Linked DNA regions of Zea mays: all the other regions are linked to region 3. Evidence: chromatin contacts called from public Hi-C data. All regions are on one chromosome and are shown on one strand. The core of a region is the stretch at or near the end of the contact, and the rest is flanking DNA. Distances in the headings are between cores, read along the strand shown. Region 1 has its middle 21 kb from the start of LOC100194374. Region 2 holds the start of LOC100283894 (vesicle-associated membrane protein 724). Region 3 holds the start of LOC100274355 (IAA-amino acid hydrolase ILR1). Region 4 holds the start of LOC100282063 (jasmonate-induced protein). Region 5 holds the start of LOC100194374.

Evidence for each region. A called contact is a pair of places that touch in the nucleus more often than the background predicts.
Region 1: a contact with region 3 is called in a Hi-C map of bundle sheath, with 2.0 times the contacts expected there. The contact joins the enhancer-like site here to the promoter of LOC100274355 in region 3. A contact is called at or near these places in 3 of 25 Hi-C or Micro-C datasets (bundle sheath, ear and leaf).
Region 2: a contact with region 3 is called in a Hi-C map of ear, with 2.4 times the contacts expected there. The contact joins the promoter of LOC100283894 here to the promoter of LOC100274355 in region 3. A contact is called at or near these places in 2 of 25 Hi-C or Micro-C datasets (ear and tassel).
Region 4: a Hi-C map of tassel shows a contact between it and region 3, with 2.6 times the contacts expected there. The contact joins the promoter of LOC100282063 here to the promoter of LOC100274355 in region 3. A contact is called at or near these places in 2 of 25 Hi-C or Micro-C datasets (ear and tassel).
Region 5: a Hi-C map of ear shows a contact between it and region 3, with 1.9 times the contacts expected there. The contact joins the promoter of LOC100194374 here to the promoter of LOC100274355 in region 3. A contact is called at or near these places in 3 of 25 Hi-C or Micro-C datasets (ear, leaf and tassel).

What each region holds. Positions count from the first base shown.
Region 1 is chr7:27,112,460-27,115,159 of Zm-B73-REFERENCE-NAM-5.0, forward strand. No RefSeq gene overlaps it. Among protein-coding and RNA genes, the nearest start is that of LOC100194374, 21 kb to the right of the region's middle. Within about 2 kb of position 1,257, at least 16 of the 20 cell types and tissues checked have an H3K27ac peak or open chromatin away from gene starts, as enhancers often do. A contact at or near this core is called in bundle sheath, ear and leaf, where this site is marked.
Region 2 is chr7:26,425,577-26,428,276 of Zm-B73-REFERENCE-NAM-5.0, forward strand. LOC100283894 (vesicle-associated membrane protein 724) reads left to right here and starts at 1,266. Exons shown (of 5, transcript NM_001156792.2): 1 at 1,266-1,762; 2 at 2,608-2,700. The coding sequence starts at 1,486.
Region 3 is chr7:26,797,154-26,799,853 of Zm-B73-REFERENCE-NAM-5.0, forward strand. LOC100274355 (IAA-amino acid hydrolase ILR1) reads left to right here and starts at 1,289. Exons shown (of 5, transcript NM_001148715.1): 1 at 1,289-1,666. The coding sequence starts at 1,313.
Region 4 is chr7:27,054,221-27,056,920 of Zm-B73-REFERENCE-NAM-5.0, forward strand. LOC100282063 (jasmonate-induced protein) reads right to left here and starts at 1,401. Exons shown (of 4, transcript NM_001154976.2): 1 at 891-1,401; 2 at 612-801; 3 at 230-430; 4 at 1-144. The coding sequence starts at 1,171.
Region 5 is chr7:27,133,409-27,136,108 of Zm-B73-REFERENCE-NAM-5.0, forward strand. It overlaps LOC100194374, which reads right to left and starts at 1,339. Exons shown (of 8, transcript NM_001139409.2): 1 at 959-1,339; 2 at 803-843. The coding sequence starts at 1,138.

The DNA of each region.
Region 1 (2,700 bases), core at 7-2,506, 320 kb after region 3:
GTAAATTCTAATTACTTATGAACTGCGGCCACTATTTCTAGAAGACACGGGGTCACTTTTATAAAGATCTGGACATATCGGTAATAGTCTTTGAACTACTTAGGACGACGGGTTAATTCTAATAAATTTTAGGGTTTCTTTAGAAACAATGTCACGCGAAGGGGTATCCATGGATATAAACCTCTTGATATAATTCAAACGGCTCTGATTAAATCTAACTGAGGTGCGAACTGGTACTTGCTGCTAGCCCTTGGATCCGAATCTGATGGTGTCCATTTTAAATAACTGAAATCCTTACGCATACATCCGATCGGAGATTCACGGCCAGATTTTAATAGAGCGAATGGGTGTCTCTTGTTATGATCGTAGTCGTCCGTTAGCCGATCACCAGCTCCCACTCGTCACCTTCCACTTGACAACAACACAGGGAGGCACTCGCGCCACCATGACGGAGTAGCTCGCCGGAGCACGCCCTTTTGATGATACCCGGCATGAATCCCAAACCCGACAGAGTATAATAGAGAACTGACCACCGTGAATCTAATAGCCATCGAGATGCCCCGAGTCAGCCTACCCAGACCTCTGCCCACGACGCAAGGCGGGGTGGTGACGCCGCCCATGCACTGACGAGCAATTAAGCTCCCACTTCTACCTAATCACGTGTTCAGATAGGTGCTAGAGAATGCGGAGATGAAGACGGACAAGATGAAGGATACCTCAATGGCGGTGGAGGCAATGACGGAGATGGCCATGGTGTAGTGCATTTCGTCGGCGCCTTTCAACTCCGATGAGTAATTCTCGGATCCTCAACCACTCCCATCATGCAGCGAGGGCACGACCACCTTCCGTGCAATTCGTTGAATCGCCCAAGACCCGTGATTGACGCCTGACGGCAGCGCGAAGGAACATCCTTCGCAGCGGCTCCTCCCTGTCTCTGTTTGCTCAGTGGCCGGTGGTTTCGTTCTTCTCGCACGCAATGGCTAGAGGGGGTGGTGAGGTTCGCTTATATAGCCATGGGCGGAGGATCTAGGGCTGGTGAACGAACTTCGGATATCCTGGCTAAGTTCATTATGATTCGTCTTCAGTGTTCTGTTGCGTTTGCTATGGTGGTGAAGGAGCATGACAAGGTGGCCCCACCATGTAGCGAGGCGGGTCATCGCGTACAGGCGCTCGCGCGGATGGGAAGAAACTCTTGGCGACCAGACCCCACCTGCTAGTGACGGCCAGTGCGGTGCACGCGGGATGGCAAAGAGATTGACGAGTGGGTCCCATATGTCGGCACCACACTCCAAGTGGGCTGGCGGCCAGGTTACTGGGCCAAGGCCTGAAGATTCTGGCCCAAGCGCAGGTAGGAGCTTCCTTTCTTTTTTTCTTTTTCCTGTTTTCTTATTGCTTTTGTTTTAATTCAATTATTTTCATCTAATATAGGATAATTTGACTAGGGCCTCCTTCTTAATTAATCCTTATTAGAGAACACTTTTGCTTATATTTTGAAAGGAGTTTGCCTAATCTTCAAAACTCATTTTTGAGGTGTTTACATTTACTATTCTGGAGGGGTTAATCAAGCAAAAAAATGTTTAGGACGTTATTTTAACAACATCAATAGGTGGAGGGAGTAATATGGACTTTTTCCTTTTAGGAATGCAAACAGACACCTTATGGTATAAAAAATACTCTAGTATTCCTATAAACCATGGCATTGCCTAAAACTATAAACTTCCAAATACGCCCTGATATGTTGTTACATGGCCTTAAGGTGGAGCCAATCCTATAGTTCCATTAACCAAAATGTGATATGGTTGTTGCGACCAGGGTTCACAATTTCGTTTAGAATGATCAGAATTTCATTTTGTTGACCAAAATTTGACTTTTGTATTTTTATATTTTGAATCAAATTCCATTTGAAACCAGATCAAAATTCATTTTTCGGTTAGTAACGAAAACGAAAAAATGCTGAAATCAGGTGATCTCGGAACGAGAAAGTGAACCCTGGTTGCAACCCATTAAGGGCCCGTTCGGTTGACGGGGAATAGAAGGTCGGAACTGTTCCGGCCCGGATTGCTTCTCTAATTTGTATAAGTTTTGATTAACAGGAATAATTCTTGGTGTAATCCTGCAGAAACGAATGGGCCCTAACCCGGATGTGATAGGGTTGTCTTGTTGAAATACCCCGCTCGAACGGAAGAAAACACGCTTGACAAGACATATCGAGAGCCACTGTTTCTAGTTTGTCTTGTTGTTTGGTTCTTCCACTCACATGTCAAAACCCAACGATGGCTTGATTGTTAATGTTGTTTCTATATTGATAATTAAACAAATAAAAATATTATGGTATACTCATTCAGGATACATAAATTCATGTTACTTTAAATAGTGAAAAATTATATAGTAAGATTAGGGTGTTACACCTTGCTGATGTGGGTGAGCCAATGTAGCTCCCCAGCAGTAGTAAGGGACCCTTGCCAGCACGAACACCCAGACAAATTTGTCAAAAAAAACCAAACGTCTGTTGCTACTCGATTTCTAGCCAAGCAAGGCAAGGCGAGGTCTGGCATTAGAATCAAAAGTGACCAGCTCTCATTGTGATAGCCTCAAAGCTTGAATGCCCTCGAATATGGGCCCGCCACGACCAGGACTGAGTACACTTTTCGAAAGCCTTCTCCGTGCACGGTGCACGACACCATATCTAGATGAGGAGGG
Region 2 (2,700 bases), core at 16-2,515, 370 kb before region 3:
TGCTGTCAGGTTTGCCAGACAAAATAATCTAACCATCACTGATTATTACAATTCAATGATGGATAATATTGATGAGGTGGCCGACAAGAGGGTGATAGCTTTGGGAGCAATAGAAAAGGACAAGATCATGGTAGACACTAGACAGGGCCTACAACAAGAAGGTCAAAGCAAAGTCATTTCAAGTAGGGGACCTGGTGTGGAAGACCATTCTGCCTCTAAGGAATAAAGACCGGAAGTTTGGAAAATGGTCACCAAGCTAGGAAGGTCCTTATAAAGTAAAACATGTAATGTCTGGTAACACCTATTTATTGCAAACATTACAAGGCAAGGATTTACCAAAGGCATTGAATGGGTGTTTTCTCAAGCAGTACCATCCTAGTATGTGGCAAGATGCTTAAGAAAACCGATGTAATCACATCGAGTTAAAATGCTTTTGGTTTGCTCAGCTCCACCAAAAGGTTGGAGGCATATGTTGGGCACCAAAATGAGAGGCCGGACGGTTCGGCCCTGGGGCCGGACGGCCCGCGGTCCGGACAGTCCGCGCCTGTGGGCTGAACGGTCCGCGCAGGCGCAGAACAGATTAGGGTTCCGAGTTTCTTGCTATGTTTGTTGGCGAGAATCTCGGGATAAGCTCGGAAATTAGTTTGTAAAGGGTTCAGCCCCCCTCCTCTATAAATAGAGAGGTATACGGCCGATTTGTAATCATCAATCGAATTAAAAACACTTCTATTTCGCATTTATTTCCTAGGAATAGTTCTAGTCTAGTTCTATTTTAGCCTTCTGATCCCCCAAATTCTTCGCTTCTCTTCGACTCTACGTCGATTAGAGGAGTCTAGATCGGCCTGTCCGAGCCTAGACAACTTATAGGATCTCTCCTCCTCGACAGGGTCCCTCCCGGGAGCGAGATCCAAGCGCCGCCGCTGATCTTCCGCCACCCCTGTGCACGCGCGGACCGTCCGGCCGTCAGGCAGGAACCCTAGCCTCGCACCAGGCCGCGGACCGTCCGGCCTCTGCGCGCGAACCATCCGGCCTCTGCGCGCGGACCGTCCGCCCCTGTGCAGAGAGCACCGCCGCTAGTTCGTGTTGAGTGTTCGGTGCCCTAAAAAGGTGTCAACAGCGTAGATGACATATTTGATAATGGTATTCAAACGAAAAGCTTTTTAAAATGATGGTAAAACGACGACTCTACGTTTCATAATGATATAATTTCAAATTTGTCTTCATCACATAGTGCAAAAAAGCACCAGAAAAGCCGTACGGACGCTGAACAACACGCATTCCTACAATCGGACAATCCTACTCCAAGCATTGAGGGACACGGAGGCGGCGCCGTTCGGCACTGCACGCTCACGGGCTCGCGCATTAGTGGATACTCTCCCCCGGCGCCACGAAATCGTCCGCTCTCACCACCTTCCATCGGTCCCTCACGATCTTGCCAAGAATCCAAGATCCGCCTGCGGTAGCTAGCGGTCCTATCTTGATCCGATGGTGTCACCGACTCCGGGAGGGAAGGATGCAAGGGAGGGTGGCGGCAAGGCGGAGTGGATGATCTACGCCTTCGTGGCGCGCGGCACCGCGGTGCTGGCGGAGTACACGGAGTTCACCGGCAACTTCCCCGCCATCGCCGCGCAATGCCTGCAGCGGCTACCCGCCGGGTCGTCCTCCGCCGGCACCGGCCCTGACGGCCGTGGCGATGCGCCGGCACGGTTCAGCTACGCCTGTGACCGACACACATTCAACTTCCTCTTGTACCGCGGCTACGGTGAGATACGAATACGATGCGACCAATCGACGCCTTTTAAACTTTTAAGACTTTTGCTAGTAGAAGTAGGAGGTGCTATAGCGTATAGCCTATGGGGGACCAATGATTCTAAAACTCGACCTGCGGGAAAAGAGTTCCACCCATACATAGCGACACGGAAACCATGTGAGAACGACCACGATCGGGGCTGAGTCTTAGACCCGTGCTTTGGCGTGGGACAAACGAGGAGATTTTTTAACCACAACCTAAAATTCGCTCACACGGAGAGTCAACCCAGGACCAGACCATCTAACCAACTCGGCTAGAGGCACTTTCGCGGGACCAATTATTCTAATTTGTTATGCTTTCTTAGTGGTGCTAAAAATGACAGTGGCAAAGCTCCAACCTTGATTACTTCAGCTTGTACTACATAAGTAAAAAAACTAGAATCGGAGCTCGGGATTCTTTTGCAATCGGATTGCAAGATCACCCCCATAAAGGTATTTTCATTAATCGCCAGACTGGAACTATAAAAGTTCAACAACAATGTTGGTTATCAACCAAGAGCCTAAACTCTTTTGTCATGTGTGATCATGTTGATCCTGCATTGTTGTGGATCTTACAGATCTGGCTACAAGCCTACATAGTCCATTTGTTTCAAATTTCAAATTATAAGATGTTTTGGATTTTCTAGATATGTTACTTCATAATGTATATCTAAGTGTATAGTCAAACTTATGAATATAGAAAATTCAGAACGTCTTATAATTTATAATGGAGAGAATACAACTTAACTGCTATAGATCACATGATTATGATAATCTGTATATTTATGGTTACACATTTGCTATATGAACATTTTGTAGCCTATTGTGTAGTTGCGGAGGAATCCGTTCCAAAGAATGTCTCAGTGGCATTTCTTGAAAGGTTAAAAGATGACTTCATGAAGAGATATGGTG
Region 3 (2,700 bases), core at 39-2,538:
ATCGCTAATTTTATCGTATCTATTTAATACTGTAAATATTGATATTTTTTTATCTATAAAACTTTAGATACTTAAGCATATCTACAGTCTATCAGCTGCAGCCTGCAGCGACGCCCCCTGACGACACGGAGGCAGGAAGCGCCTAGAGCCACCACGACTGCACAGTGGGAGGCGCGGTCGCGTGCTCGCCGGCCGTAGAAAGCGCGGAGGCGGGAGGTGCCTGGAGCCATGTGTGCTTGCCGGAAGGGGCGCCACACGAGAAGCGGTGGTTGCGATGCCAAGGAGTTGTGGGGCGACAACTCGACGAAAAGGGCGAAGCGGTGGGGCATGGACTCCATCTCCATCCTCGTCGTCGATGAGGTTTGGGGGGATTTTGGTGAGAGACGAGCAGCCGAGCCGGCTTAACTGCTTGGTTCCTCTTCCTCCCCCGCTTCCCCCTCCCACACGATGGAGAGAGTAGGCGCCGAGACCGACGAGGACGGGGGGCGGAGGGGGAGTCGCCGAGGACAGGGGGCGACGAGGGGCGTCAGGCGGGGGCGGGCGTGGAGCGAGGCGTCGAAGACGGGGAGAACGAGAACACGCGGCGCGACGAGCAGAGGATGGGGGCTGGATCGAAACTTCTGGGGTCGCGATGAATTCGGGCCGGGGAAGCAGGATCGGGGCACACGATACGAGGCGTGGGATAAGACGACTGGTGTGTGTGGATCGAACGGCTGAGATTACAAAACGACATAACGGACGTCTGGGATTGCAGAACGGTAGGCTATCCTTATAACTTAATATATATATATATATATATATATATATATATATATATATATATATATATATATATATATATATAATTTTTAGAGTTGCATCAGCGTGAAAGGATCAATTAAACTTTGCCACAGAACCGCCAAATATTTTTGCCTGATAGTCTGGAAAGTATCTTTCCAGTATCATAAATAAATAAAGGAAAAAAAGTTTGGAGAGCAAACAAACCCGGCTCTCTCACTTGGGTGCTGTTTGGTTCAAGAAATGTAACGCAAATGGTAATGATAATGGTTTACATTCGATTAATGGCGGTAATAAATTTGAATAGGCTAGTATCAATTTTTAGTATGGTATCTGATTACGGTTGGACTAAAACAAACATGATTTAACGTTATCGGTCACCCATTGCGTTACAAATATATGAACCAAACGGCACATTACTTCAAGGCCGACGGGCTATCTCACTGATAGTGATAGGAACAGAACCCGTGCATATTTCAGTCGTCGCTCGCGGAGCCGTGGCGCATCGCGACTCAGGCACTCACCGACCGCGGATATGGCCCCGCCGCCATGGCCTCTCCTTGCGACTTCCCTCCTCCTCATCCTATTCCACCACTCGCCTCGCGCCGCGGTGGCGTTTCCGCCGTCTCTGGGCGACAGCCTCCTGGGCGCCGCCCGCGCGCCGGGTTTCGCGGCTTGGCTGCGCGGCTTGCGGCGCCGCATCCACGAGCGCCCCGAGCTCGCCTTCCAGGAGCACCGCACCAGCGAGCTCGTCCGCGACGAGCTCGACGCGATCGGGGTGCCGTACGCGTGGCCCGTCGCGCAGACGGGCGTCGTGGCGACCATCGCCGGCGGCAGCGATGGCCCCGTCGTCGCGCTCCGAGCCGACATGGACGCGCTACCCTTGCAGGTCCGTATACTTCTCGATCGTGAGTTGGTTGGGTTGGGTTGGGTTGGGATGGATCGAGCACGTGTTTCGTTCGCTTCGGTTTTTCCCTTGCATAAAGTCCAAATTTTCTGTTTGTGTTATGGTCCTGTATCTAACTATTTCCGTCCTTTTGTGTCGTTGTACTCCCGTTCGGTTTCATCCCGAAAGGATAATTGATTAAATAACCTAAAAATTAAATGCTGTACAGTCTCATCGTACCTCTGTTTTTAAAGAACCGATGCAATCATGCAAGCAATTCGATTGGGCTCATGACAAGTGCACACTTCGCAATAATTTCTTGTCCATGCCTCGATGTCGATGGTGGTGCCTGCTCTCATAGTCTGAAACTATCATGTCTATAGTTCGTGTTTGGTTTCACAAGTTTTTGGGATTTCCGTCCGGTTTTTCCGGACTGTCCTGTGCGTTGAGATGCCTTGTTCTGATAATACCAACGACACTCCATCCAATAACACCAAAGAAGCATCAAACTCGCCATTATAAATTATTCGTTATCAAACCCATATCTCATATATCTACTGGGATATGCACTATATATATACGAGATTATTTAAACTAATTAATAAGTGGGTGCGTTAATTAGTTAGACTAGACCAGAACCTGGGACTAGTTAAATATAAGGCAAAAGATTGAGACCAAGTAATTATTCGCTGTGTGCAAAATGAATCTCTTCTCAGTTGGAAGAGGAGGGTGAGATATTGTCATGCAGGGACGTCCATTTGCTCGGAGGAGTGCATCAACCTCATGGAAGCTACTCCGAGTGCCAGCCCTCCATGAATCCAAGCAAACCAACAGCTACCGATCTCGGCAAAACGCGGATGTTGTCAGATGATAGGTACTACCAAAGGTCATGTCGGCACAACAGCGTTGCGCACGACTGATAGCTACTAGCTGGACCTTTCTTAGTGCTGATGTGTCTTAGAGCACAACATGGTTTAGAGGGTGTTTGAATGTACTAAAACTAATAGTTAGTGACTAAAATTAGTTGACACATCTAA
Region 4 (2,700 bases), core at 151-2,650, 260 kb after region 3:
GTCACTCCCGTCCCCCCATGCTCCGAAAGGGCCGTAGGTCTTGAGGCTTGTGACGAACTTGATGGAGGTTATGACGGTGTGGCCGTCGACGTTGCCGATCGTCCCGGACAGCTCCGTGAGCACCTCGGAGTCGCCGAGCTGGATCTGCGGGGGCGTGCAGGAATTTCAGAGTCCGTCCGTCGCGAGCTGAGCATATACTAATAATGCATTTGCGTGCGTGTCCACTTACCACCGGCTCAGTTTCTCCACCGGAACCGCCCCAGCGACCAGCAGATTGGGTTTGGCCGGCGGAGTCGACGTAGGAGAAGGCAATCGAGGTCACGGCGATGCCAGTAGCAACGGTGATGCTCTTCAGACGCTGGGGCTCTGCCGTGATGTCCACCGGAGACCCGCCGCTCCCACCCCACGGTCCAACTTTTGCGGCCGAGCGCTGCATATATATGCATGTAAATATGGTAACTTTATATATATATATATATATATATATATATATATATATATATATATATATATATATCATATCCTCCCTCAAAAAAATTATAAGAAACATATGTATGTATGTATGTATATATTTAGTTTTTATTGTGTCTATCTATCTATCTATATCTTGCCTTTCTCGGTCCGAGCACCGGACAGAAAGCATGGATGGTGAGTTGTATGATGTTCCCTTCGCTTCTCTGCTCATGGAACTTCTTGAAGATGACACCGTTTGCCATGGCAAACTGACCGGTGCCCCCAACAATAGCCCACTCCCCGGATTCAACTACTATCCCGGTCACTTCAAGCGTGGACCCACTGAACCTGCACCACACATATAAACATATTTAATAATGAATTAATTATAGAGATATATATGCCTTGCTCCTCAAATACAGAAGGCCGGCCGGTACCTTTGATCCACGAACACTAGGCTGAAGGAGTTGACCCAGTTGCCGGCTTGGATATGCAAGCCCTGTGCACGGGCAACCAGCTTTGCGTTCGGCCCTGGCCCGTCATACACTGTCCAGTTGTTAACTACGGTGGCACCGATGCCAATCGGCGCCTTGTTGTCTATGACCCGAGCTTGGTTGGCGCCTGAGCCCAGGGGCGTGTGGAACAGGTACAGGCCTTCGAACTTCAGCTCGTTCCACTCAGTGAACGCCGAAGTAGGAGTGACTTGGAGGCTGGCCATGGCGCTCTCTCAGTGTCTCTCTGTCTCGTCTACACACTTGAGATGAGGAGCTGTAGTAGTAGCTCTTGTGTTGTGCGTCCGAAGGTAGGGGACAAGCAACTCTATTTATAGAACACCCCGTCGGCCATGAGGCTGGGGCTGGGGCTGCGCGCGGTCTCTACCCAAGGTGAGATTGAGATTGATTGATCCTACGCACAGCTTCACCAGGGTTGGGTTGGGGACGAGGTCAGTCAATGGGTTAAAGAGATGTGCACCGCCCACCAACTGCATGCTCGAGTTCTTTATATCACCAGCTTTTGTTGTGTTGCAAGGACAGGCCAGTTTTCTCCACATGCTACACGCTTAGACCCCCGAACAATAATATTACGTTTCTGTAAAAATATTGTATTCATTAATTGTTGCTTGGATTATTTATTATAAGATAAGGATTTTTGACTGTATCATGAACATGTCACGGTGTTACTATAGAGGGTCATTTGGCACTAACATGATGGGCCAGCCTAGGCACGACACGAAAAAGCACGGTCTAGGCACGACCCGGCCTGGCTAGTATAGTGCCAGTGCCTGGCACGACACGGCTATAGTGTCGTGCCTAGGCCACCATCTCGACCGTAGTGTTGGTACGGGCACGATACGGTTACATTTTTTATTTTAAAAAATAATAGTTTACATATATTAAGTATAAGAATTTAATATATAACACAATAAAATTACAGCTGCATTGGCTAGATGTATGTGTTTTAGTCTCTTATACATTAGGTTGTGTGTTTGAGTCCTTAGAACTACATATTTTTTTGCTAAATTATACAATATACTCAGATGGGTCACAGTGCCACCGGACCAGCCTGACACGACTATGTGTCAGTGCATTTCACACCAACATACATACTTTGACATGCGATGCATGTGAGCTGTGTTGGTCTGAAATTGTTCCTTTTATTGAACAGTCTTGAAGAGATCGATAGAGCAAGTCTTTATGACAAGCAATGAACTCGAATGAAATTTGGGTAGCGTAATCCCAATATTCTCCATCGCACCATTTTCAAGCATGTAAATGGAGAGTAGTGGGGTTATACTCGAATGGAAGTGCTACACGTACGACCCGACAATACGACTTTTTGTCCAACCAAGGTCATCAAGTGGTGCATCACTAAAATCAAGTGGTGCAACAGTAAAGATCAACCGTTAACCAGATATATAGTCGGATGGGAGTCGGATGCACGGGTAGGATGTACGTGTAGCATTTTCGTTATCATAAATACATGGTTTGTTGGTTACTTTTGGGTGATTTTGGGTCCTATCATTTCCTATAGATGGAGGGGCATGACGTTTTTATCCCAAGTCCTCGTCTATAGAATGTTAATGTTCGACGACTGCTATTTCTAATGTCCATGAATCAACTGTTGGACATATGTAATGTGGGGCTCACTGGATGTTGTCAGAGTCATTAGTCGGTGTCATCACCAACGATCGTTAGTGGCCATTTGAAATACGCTAACACCAATGGTATCCATCGGAAATAAGGCTAT
Region 5 (2,700 bases), core at 89-2,588, 340 kb after region 3:
ATCCGACCCCTAGCCCCACGACCCACCACCTGCAGAAGGCGTCGCTGATAGCTGCAGATCCGCCGACGGCCAACGCCCCCGACCCAGGCACCCCGCTACAAGCACAGGCAAGCCACGCCGCCGCCGCAGCGGGCCAACCGCGCGCGTGGGCGCCGACGCCGCTGACCAGCCACGGCCACGCGAGCGTGCGGGCACCGCCACCACCACCACGGCCGTAGCAGCCGCAAGGCCACCCGCCCATGCCAGCAGGGAGGAGCGGCGGACGGCGACCAGCCTCCCTGATCCGGCCAGCTAGCCCGCCGATCCGGCCTTCCCAGCGCGGATCAGGTCACCGGCCACCTCCAGGAAGAGGGAGGAGTGGAGAGGGTGGAAGAAGGGAGGGAAATGAGTGAGAGAGCAGTCCCGCCGCCGCCCTCCTCGCTGCTCGCCGGACTTCCGGCGAGCTGCTCCAGCGACGGCGGGGGTGAAGACCGGCGGCGGTGGGTGGAGTTGGGCGGGATCGAACAGGAGCCGCCCATATCGCCCAGAGGAGGACGACGCGGGGGCCTTGCCACTACAATGTTTTAAAGCCCTGCTCTGCATCTAGGAAATAGAGAGAAGCAATTCACAGCACAATTGAACATACTTTTGCCACTACAATAATCAGATTTTGCATTTAGTTTCCTATGCCAAACAACTAATCAATATGCTAATGATTTAGTAGATAGAAATTGCTAAAACGAACGACGTTGACAAACTGTAAACGACACATTTTTTATGCAAGATCATCTCATTAGGCATCTGAGAAAGAGACGAGTCGAACCTCTTGACGACGAAGAGCGACCCCTCCACGTCCTTCCGTCTCTACATAAAACACGCAACACGAGCACACAATAAGGTCCAACCAGCCAAATTATTCACCACGAATCACAGGGTCAGGCGAATCAGACAGGCGCGCGCCTGAGCACGCATAACGCACCCACTGGTTGACATCGGTGTCAAAGTCGTACAGCGTGACGTGAGCCGCGGTGATGAGAATATCCTCAACGGCCGGGTCGAGGCGCTGCAGCACAGTGCGGTTGAGCGTGCGCGTGCCCTCGCCGTCCACCGCCAGGTTCGGCGTCACCTTCGCCTTCCCGGCGCCGCCGCCGTGGGCCATGGCCGCGCCGCCGCGGTTTGACGAAGGGGGCAGCTAATACTTTGATGTTGGATTGCCTAGGGTTTGGAGATTGGATCGAAGGGATTTGAGGTGACTGGGCGGCGAGTCGAGACGAAGAGGACGAAGAAAATAAAGAAAAAAGGGGGAAATCGGTTTCTCCTGTGATTTTTTTTTTCTGTTTCCTTTTCTTTTAGGTTGCTGGAAACGGGATGCCGAATTCGGGGCGGAATGTTGGTGTCTGGAGTTTTTTTCGATGGGTTTAGCCGCACGTGACATGCTCGCGTGCCCGTGCCGATCTAGGTCAGAGAATTAGTAAAACATAGAGAGAGAAAATCTAGTGATACAATTATGTGTCACCTTCAAATTTATAGGAAATTTTTTAAAAGGTTGGACCTTATGTTAAAAATCCTACAAAATTTTACTATAATACTTAACTCTATAGAAATTTTATAGAATTTGTAGCAACTCAATCATTTATTTCAAAAAATCACATAGAAAAATTTTCCATGGAGTTTTAATCCTTCAAAATTCCTTCACTTTTACTTTATTCCAAAGGAGGCCCTAAAAATATTTTGGTGAACAGTGGCGGATTTGGGGACGGGCTGCTCGGACTGGAGTAGCATGTGTTAGTTTAAGCCCACCAAAGTCTAGCTAAATTAGGTCACTCAGACAGCCACCAACGTCGCACCCCTCACTCCTTCAGCCTCGTCGCGCGCCAGCCACGTGGCTCTACCACGCCGCCTGGAGCATGCGACACGCACTCCTCAGCCCGATGGTTTGTCATCCACCTGTCCGAGTCCTACCAGTCTCAACCACGTCGCCACGTGGAGCTAATACGCGCCCCACGCCCACTTCCATGGACCGTAGCTTCGTTGTGACGCTGTCAGCCGTGCCACGCTCCCTCAGACCTCCCTTAGCCGTATCACGGCACCCGGCCGCCGCCTCATGCCACTCTATCGGTCCGCCCCTATGCACGCCGGTGGCTGGCCTTACACCTCTACCTAGGCGCTCAGCCTTAGTCGCACCACACGCCTTCCTGGCTGTCGCCTCCATGCTCTATGGTGCAAGCAACCTGCCTATTTGATGCTAGATAAGTAGAATTCATAACCAAGTTGGTACTTGATGGAATAGTTACTTAATATCCCCTTTTGATTGGATCCAGTGAACGTAGTAGGGTTGTTTGTCATTTTAAAAAGTTTATTCCAATTTTACTATACTAGTGGAATTGCACTTGTGGCACGCATATAATTAAAAAAATGGCATACAATATATTTATATATACATATATATCAAATTCAATGATATATTGATCTTCTAACATAATTAGTCATGATAGTTGTTTAAATTCTTCCATATAAGCATTACTAAATTACTTATACTCATATATAACCCACTTGTTTAAACTTTCAAAACTCACTCAACCAAATCACCCTCACAGTTGTAGCCTCTCCTAAATCCACCAAAAAAATTGAACCCACACTTAATACACACTCAAAACCAAATAGTTTAGATAGTTGGATAACTCTTCTCCCTCTTACTCAAATCTAACCAATGATCAATGT